Regions from separate parts of the Ovis aries genome. Here region 1 is linked to region 2. A link is a contact called in public Hi-C data. All regions are on one chromosome and are shown on one strand. Each heading gives the region's core, a stretch centred on a gene start, on an enhancer-like site or on the middle of the called end of the contact. The rest is flanking DNA. Distances are from core to core; before and after follow the strand shown.

Region 1 (4,489 bases), core at 1,831-4,330, 160 kb after region 2:
GAAGTTAACTACGTGATGACCAGGCTGTACCCACGACATAAGCTGCCCCAATTCCAAGAACTGGCCTCAAAGAAATGGAAACAAACTGCCCCTGGAAGTGACGATGAGCTGTACCTAAAACAATCAAGATGACGCTGGTCAGACTGCCAATGACAGATTTCAAGGCAACCGTCAGAGCTGACTGCTCTCTCTGCACGTAGCCCCCTCCCTCGGCCTACAAAAGCTCTTGGCCCACGGTTGTCAGTGGCAGACAGTTGGCCTTTGGACAGACGTCTTCCCTCCCCACCAGCTGCCAGCATCTGAAATAAAGCAAACTTTCCTTCCCACCAACCTGGCTTGTTTATTGGCTTTTGAATGGTGAGCAGCCGGACCCCACTTTTTGGTAATAATTTCACATATTTAATTTCATATAGCTTAAAATTCTGTAGGAAAATATGGTGGACAAAGACCAAAGACAAGCAAGAAACGAAAGAAAATATTTACAACACATAAGACAAAGAACTGATTTCTTTAATATTTAAAGAATTCCTATATATTAAATTTGAAAGCCCGATAAAACATAAAGAACAAGAAGAGATATGTAGAACAGATAAATCCATAGACAGGAGATAGACTAGTGGTTGCCAGGGACTGCCTGGGGGAAAGGGGAGTGAGGAGTGGCTGCGCTGGGTATGGGACTTCCTTCCAGGATGATGAAAGCATTTTGGAACTTGACAGAGGTGGTGGTTGCACAATATTGGAAATACACCAAATGCCACTGGACTGTTCACCTTAAAATGGTTAATTTTGTGCTATATGAATTTCACACCAAAAAATTATGTTTTAAAAAGAAAACAAAAGATGTTTCTCAGAAGAGGAAAAAACAGGTGGCTTCTTAATTTATCAAAAGCTACTTGACCTTACTTATAATGTTAAATATGCAAATTAAAAATTCTCTGTGGGGAGGGAACTGACAATAGCTATCAATTTTCAAATTCATATCTCTAACCCAGCAATTCCTTTTCTAAACATTTAAACTCGCAAGTGAATGTAAAACACAGATACTGGGATATTCACTGCACTACTGTTTATAGTGATGAAAGCGAACGTTGCTCAGCCATGTGCAACTCTTTTCAACCCCATGGATATACACACAGTCCATGTGGCATTCTCCAGGCCAGAATACTGGAGTGGGTAGCCTTTCCCTTCTCCAGGGGATCTTTCCAAACCAGGGATCAAGCCCAGGTCTCCCGCATTGCAGGTGGATTCTTTACCAGCTGAGCCACAAGAGAAGCCCAAGAATACTGGAGTGAGTAGCCTATTCCTTCGCCAGTGGATCTTCCTGACCCAGGAATCAAACCGGGGTCTCCTGCATTGCAGGTGGATTCTTTAGTAATAGAAGTTTGGAAATAAAATGAATGCACACCCAAAGGACACTGTTGAATAAATTATGATATAGCCAGGCAATGAAATACCATGCAGCTGTTAAAACAATGAGACAGGTCAAACATCTTGATATGGAAAGATTTCCAAGATATAGCATAGAATTTAAAACTAGGCAGGAAACTAAATCATGTGTATGTAGTTATTCTCAGTATTTAAAAACAAAAACACATGTTTAAATGTGTAGTTTTGCTACTCACAGACTTGCTGTGCTGTGCTCAGTCATGTCTGACTCTCTGTGATCCCATGAACTGTAGCCCCCCAGGCTCCTCTGTCCATGGGATTTTTCTCAGCAAGAATACTAGAGTGGTGCCATTTCCTCCTCCAGGAGATCGTCCTGACCCAGAGATTGAGCCCAGGTCTCCTTCACTGCAGGTGGATCCTTTACCCCTGAGCCACCAGGGAAGCCCATTTAAATGTATAAATACAAATATATACATGTTTTTATACTTAGACTATATCTGGGGAATATTAAAAAAAAAACCAAACAAACCATGAACAGTGGTTGGTTCTGGGAAAAGAAATTGGGAGACTTGGTGAAGGGTGGATACTTTCTTTTTACTTATACTCTATGAATACTTTTGGATTTTATTAACCTATTTGAGAGTAATGAATTATTTAATTTCAAACAGCTTCTTCCCAAGAAAAATGCAACTTATAAATTTTGATGAAAATTGAAAATCAGGAATATAAAAGACGTAAAACATAACATCAACAAAATATTTTTTGAAAAAACAAATAATGTTGGTGGTCAGATTTTCTGTAATGAAGGGTCAGAGCCAGTGAGTCATTTTCAGACAGTTAAGTAGAAAAGAGGTAATTATTGCCAGGGAGGGCCAACTCGTGTTACTAAAGAAAGAAAAAAAGGTTTAGGCAAAGCAGAAAACATACCATCAAAGATGAAAACCTGCAACTTTCAAAATGGTTCTATCATTCAAATGGTGTCTGAGCACTTTTCCCCAAAGCTGATATGTATTGGCTAAAATACATCTCTTATCCTACCTAATCTTTCAGAAGAAGCAAGTTCACAGTCAATTGAATAGAGAAGGTGGCAGGTCATACATAATGCAGGAAAGGCGAGGGAGTATTTTTCAGCTTCACAAGATACCAGCAACTTATTTTTTATCAGAAATTAGAGGCTTCAGGGAAAGCAACACTTGAAAAACTTTTTTTTTTTCCTGTAAAGTCACCTGGCAATATATAACAAATTGTAATGAATTGTAAAATCACTTATAATGAATTATAAAATCATTCTTTTATCCTTTAGTTCTGCTTTGGCTCAAAATGCTCGTGTTCTTACTCCTGCTATTTCTAATAGTGAAAACATGTGAAATGCGCTGAAACAATATTTAACTTTCTAAAATGTATGCATGTAGACAGTACTAATTTGAATATGTGAAATAACAATGAATTAAAAACAGAACACCAAATAGTAGATAAACATTTGTTATAATTACATACGCCTGTGTAGAGGAATTGTCAAAGATTTTTAAAAATGAGTGTGGAGGAGTGGAAACAATTTATAATGAAGTCTTCATTAGGTTTTGGTTGAACGGTTGCTTCAGGTCTCAAGACAGAATCCATCCATCTGATCGACATTGCAAGTGAACAGGGTGGAGCAGATGGGCACAGCAATAGGTCAGTACCAGCAGAGGGGAGAATTTCTCAGTTGGGTTACCCGCCTTTGGCACCAAGGGCAGTGCAGCTGCCTGTGCACACCCAAGGGAGAATATGGCCACCTGGTGGCTGCATTGGAGAATTACACTTCAGTTGATTCCAGGAAGTTAGAGGTAGCAAGACAAGCTAAGTAGGACTTGGATTGACCGCCTATTTCTGGTCAGCTTTCCATGGGCACAAAAGCACCTTACTGGCTCCTGATTTAGCGTCACTATTTCCTATAAATCTTATTGCTTCTGCTCATCTTCACCACGGTTCTCAATCACTTTATCACCCTCAAGCAATACAGCTCTCTCTATTATCCTTCCCGTGGAAATGTCACATGTAGGATACATTAAGACTGTATATGAGTGATACAGATTTAGTACTTAATGACAAGAAAACCACCCCTTTGCCCTAGCACATTCTCTAATTCATCTTCAGAAACACAGCAATGTATTTTATTATTAAACATAATAAAGTAGCGCTTGATTCCCAAAGATAAATACACTTTATGAGGGGGTTGGGAAAATGGATGGAGTGGGAGGTTGCGGTTGGCAGATGGAAGCTTTTATACACAACCACTAAGCCCACACCCCTAGGCCCATGCTGCACAACAAGAGAAGCCACCGCAGTTAGAAGCCCGCATACCAAAACGAAGAGTTGCCCGCCGCTGTTTGCAGCAACTCGTGAAAGCCCAAGAGCAGCAATGAAGACCCAATGCAGTCAATTAAAAAAAAAAAAAAAACACGAAAGACAGACCTTAAAAAGACAGGAAATTCTCTCTGGAAAGGAGCTTCTGAATGTTGACATCTGACTACCTTAGCTTTTGTTTGATTACTCTTTCTACTGACCTCAACTTCCCAATGACTCAGCTTTTCATTATGCATCATCAAAGTACATGGATAATAGCAGGAGCTCAATAAACAACAGTCCCTTCCCTTCTCATCCACCTGAACTGGCACACTTGTGTAAAATCCGGAAGTATGAGCAGGATGGCAAGCACCAGTCACACAGGACGTGAAGTTGGGAGAGGTGAGTGTGTGTGTCTGGCGGGGCAGCGGGGGTCAGGTCCACTCTTCAGGTCCATCTACAGCTTTGATGAGTCCCAGGACCTGAGCACACTCTCTCCACTCAAAGGTGGGGAACCCATCAACCCTCTAGTTGATCTCCTCCCAGCCTCAACGTGTTTCAAATCCTCTTCCCTGAAATCCATCCTGTTACAGCACTACAATTATTCACTTTTTCTGAACTAATTGAAAACGGGAAGATGCGCACAAAGAGAAACTTGTAAACAGACACACAAAAAACTCCAGAGAAAGTATGACATTAGTCTAAGAAGTCCTCCAACTTAAGTGGATTCCAACATATTGATTAGTCATTGTTCCCTTAGTGTTTACTGTGTTGGTCA
Region 2 (4,273 bases), core at 57-2,556:
CTTAAATAAGAAATGATTTTTTAGTATGCCGCCATTCACTGTTTGGAACATACCTATAGTGAAAAATCATTAGTGTTTACTTGAAATTCAAATTTAGCTGGGTGTTTTACTGAATGAAACTTCGTGTGCCCGACACCCAGTGAGGCCAAACAAATCGAAACAGTTTGGAGCAGAGGAAGGTTTATTGCAGGGTCATGCAAGGAGACCGGGGTGTCTCATTGTTAAAAAGCCCTTAACTCACTTAAGGAATTCAGCAAAGCACCTTTAAAGGCAAGCTGAAGGAGGGGCATGGTTAGCTGTTGCAAACTTTTTGGTGTTGGAATCCTTTCTTAGCTGTCCATGTAGGTCAGGTCAAGATGTTCCCATAAACTTTCAATGAAACAAATGTTATTCTCTGTTCCCCAACTTTTTATCTCTATGTGAATGGACTCTTTTAGGTCAGAGCCCTGAGACTAGGCTCCCCTATATATTTCAGGCTATAGGCAACATTTTTTTTTTTTTTTAACAAAAGGTGCAGAACCAGCATGAGTAAGCACAGGCAACACAACAGATCTAATATGGAATCAGATTTGTTCTTCCCTGTTACAGGTGGATGTATTTTTATTTGCCAAATCTGACCCTGCTCTCTGTGATCGTACAGCTAACTAGTAGCAGTGTGTAGCCTTCTGATTGTAACACGCCTCTGGTAACTTGGAATCCTTGTTCCGCCCCAAATTAGCTGAGCAACACTGGGTGATGTCATCTAACCTCTCAGTTGCTCAGTTTTCCCATCTGTCCAATGGAGTCTATAGCAGAGAAACCACCTTCTTACAGAGCTGATTTCGTCTCCTCCAGCTCTCTCCCCTTCTAACTCACAGGGTGTTTCCTGGAGAGTCAGGATAGCCCCAGCCTTGGGTTTCCGCCAGCCTTCTCCTGCAAGTGGGAAGCCGGCTAAAGTGAGACTGGATTTGAGTCCCCGCTTTTCCACCGGGATGCCCTGGGTGCTCGCAGCCGGCCCGCTCGGCCATCCCGGGCGCCGTCCGCAGGTGGCAGCACCGGCCCCGCGGGCCGCCGCCGTCCGGCTGGCGCTGTGCAGGCCGCGGGCCGCCAGGGTCCCGGGTGGGGCGCCGAGCAGGCCGGGAGCGGCCAGGCCACGCCCGCAGGGCGGAGGGCGCCGCGGGACCCGGTGAATCATCGCCGGCGGCGGCCGCTCACAGTCCCGCTGCCGCGCGCCGGGCCCTGGCCGCGCCCCTGCCGAGCGCCGCTCATCGCCGCAGCCGAGACCCTCGCTCGCTCGCCCGGCGGCAGCGCGGGCACCGGGCCAACCATGGCGGGCATCGCGGCCAAGCTGGCCAAGGACCGGGAGGCGGCCGAGGGGCTGGGCTCGCACGAGAGGGCGGTCAAGTACCTCAACCAGGACTACGCGGCGCTGCGGGACGAGTGCCTGGAGGCCGGGGCGCTGTTCCAGGACCCCTCCTTCCCGGCCCTGCCTTCCTCCCTGGGCTTCAAGGAGTTGGGACCCTACTCCAGCAAGACCCGGGGCATCGAGTGGAAGCGGCCCACGGTAGGGAGCGCGCCCGGGGCGGGATGCGGGGCCCGGAGGCGCTGCGGCCCGGCCTCCGAGCTGGCGAGAACGCGGCCCCGCGCGCGGGGAGCCGCGGGAGCGCGGGGAGCCGAGCCCCGCGGCCCGGAGCCCGACCCGGGGCTCCGCTGGCGCGGGGTCGCCCGCGTCCCATCTGCCACCCACGGGGCCCTTAGGACGCGCCGAGGTGCACACTGCCCACATATGGCACTAGCAGGCCCGCCGGCAAAAACTCTCAAAAACGCGGGTGACATAAGGGGGCCTGAAGGAAACTTCTTGGACTCTGCCGGGCGGGCCCGAGAGAAGGGAGGCCGCGGGTGGGGGCGGGCGGGAGACCGGGGCGTGGGTGTTACGGAATTTCGCGGGGGAAGTCGGCCTCTAACTTGGTTCTCTCTGCTTCAGGGAGAAAGTCCACGCATAGCCTGGACGTTTGTGACTAGGGATCGTCTTTTGAAGTGATGGTTAGATTTATCCACGCAGTTTCCTGTTTATTTTTCCAGATGGGAACTGGCAAGACAGCTCCCTGTAGTATTTACCCTGGTGATTATCAAAAGGACAGGGGAGATGCAGCCAGGAGCCGCTTCCTTCTCCTCACCCCGGAATCTCCCGGCCTCCTCTGAGCTCCCTTTTCCCACCGGCCCCGGATCTCTGTCCTCCGTGCCCTGGCAGGCCTTGGGTGCAGTTTGCTTCCCTGATCAGTTTGTACATCCTGTGTCCCTGGGATCCCTCCTGGCCCCACCTCCTATGGGACAGACACCTCTCTGGCCTTCCCCCACCACACCCCAAGGAGGCCTCCTGGGAAATCCAGCCTCTAGATTCCTGTTAGGAAAATAAGCATTCCTGTCCTGCTTACCCCACCCCACCCCCCGAACCCCCACCCCCACCCCCATCAGCTGGTCACCTTCTGTTACCCCAAACCCAGCCTGCAGGCAGCAAGTGCAGTAGGAGGTACCCTTGGCCCAGAGCACTTGAGTTCATTTCTTGCTAACTTGAGTGAGCTGTTTAACCTCTGTGCCTCCATTTCTTTATCTAAAAGAGAGAGTTTCCTCTCTCCACTGACTCACCAAGCCCAGCACCTTTTAGTTTCTCAAGGGCACCCTGCTCTTTCCTGCCTCACTGGCCAGAGATGCTCTTTCTTAGTTTTCTGGAATCTGGCTCACTCATTCTTTGGGACTTAGGTGTCTCCTCCCCAAAGAGATTTTGTCCTGACCATTCGTTGCAGCCCCCCTTCTCATCTTGTCATTCTTTATCATGAACTTTATCATGCTAATTTCCTTTACAGCATTTCACAGTTCGTACACATAATTACATGTATTGGTTTGTCCTTCCTACTGAACTGCAGGGACCTGTGTGTATTGTTCACCAGTCAATCCCTGGTGCATTCAGAGTATGCTTTCATTTGTTCATTCATTCATTTAGCAGTATTTGTTGAGGGCTTGTTAAATGTCAGGCACTGTCTTAAATGCTTGGGATACATCTGTGAACAAAAAGACTCTTGGTGGAATGAATGAATGAATGCAAGATTGTAATGAGCCTCAAACAAAATTACGACTGTGAAAGTGATAAACGAGAATGTAATTGCCTTATGTTTGTACAGTACTTGACAGTTTGTGAATTTATATACTTCTTTCCTTATTCTTTCATTCATTCAAAAAGCTTATATCGAACACCTACTGTATGCCAGGCATAGTGCATATTGGTTTTTGCCTCTGAAGGCATTAGGGGTTAGACAGACAGGTCACCCATCAGTTGGGAATGCCTGTAGGATTTCCAGATGGGAAAATGGAAATCTAAGCCCATTTTAGAGCCCCAGGTTAGGGCGGGACAGGGTATGAACTGAGCAACTAACGGGGAGGGCAACAGGTATAGACCCATTAAGCAGTTGAAGAAACTGAGGCTTGAGAAGGTTAAATATTTGCTTATACAGGTGTCTGGGGCTGGAGCCAGGACTGTCCGCCTGTGGGTGTTTAGAGTCCACAGTTCGCAGCCACTCTCTCTGCCTTCTCAAACAGCTGTAGTTCAGATCAAGCGAGACAAACAAAAATGTATCCACTGGATCTAGACAAAAGCAAGTCACTGGTGACTTTAACAGAGCAATTGCCATGGGGTAGAATGAGATGGTTAGGTAGCCTCACCAACTCCATGGACATGAGTTTGAGTAAACTCTGGGAGATAATGGAGGACAGAGGAGCCTGGTGTGCTGCAGTCCATGGGGCCAAAAAGAGTTGGACACAACTTAGTGACTTAACAGCAACAACTGAATTGCAGTGGGTAGGAGCCAGACGGCTGTAGACCCCAAAGTAAGGAGCCAGAAATGAAGAGCGTGCTCGGGTAATTCCAGAAGCGTTCTTGTGAAAGGAGAGGAGGGAAAGTGGCAGGGAGAGTAGGACCTGGGACTCGAGAGGTTTTTTTTCAGATGAGAGCAGTTGGAACGTTTTATATGTCAAGTCCCAGGCTTCCCTGGTGGCTCAGTGGTAAAGAATCCGCCTGCAATGCAGGATCCACAGGAGATGCAGGTTCGATCCCTGGATGGGGAAGATCCCCTGGTGCAGGGCGTGGCAACCTACTCCAGTATTCTTGCCTGGAGAATCCCATGGACAGAGAAGCCTGGTGGGCTACAGTCCAAAGGGTCGCAAAGAGTCAAGACATGACTGAGCATGCACACAAGCATATGTCAAGCCCCAGAGAGAACGGAACTGAAGAGAAAAGGAG

Evidence for each region. A called contact is a pair of places that touch in the nucleus more often than the background predicts.
Region 1: a contact with region 2 is called in a Hi-C map of hypothalamus, with 5 times the contacts expected there. The contact joins the enhancer-like site here to the promoter of CAPN2 in region 2. A contact is called at or near these places in 7 of 16 Hi-C or Micro-C datasets (blood, hypothalamus, liver and 3 more).

The regions. Positions count from the first base shown.
Region 1 is chr12:26,477,906-26,482,394 of ARS-UI_Ramb_v3.0, forward strand. No RefSeq gene overlaps it. Among named protein-coding and RNA genes, the nearest start is that of TP53BP2, 38 kb to the left of the region's middle. Within about 2 kb of position 3,081, at least 6 of the 54 cell types and tissues checked have an H3K27ac peak or open chromatin away from gene starts, as enhancers often do. A contact at or near this core is called in hypothalamus, where this site is marked.
Region 2 is chr12:26,316,609-26,320,881 of ARS-UI_Ramb_v3.0, forward strand. It overlaps CAPN2 (calpain 2), which reads left to right and starts at 1,307. Exons shown (of 21, transcript NM_001112817.1): 1 at 1,307-1,543. The coding sequence starts at 1,307.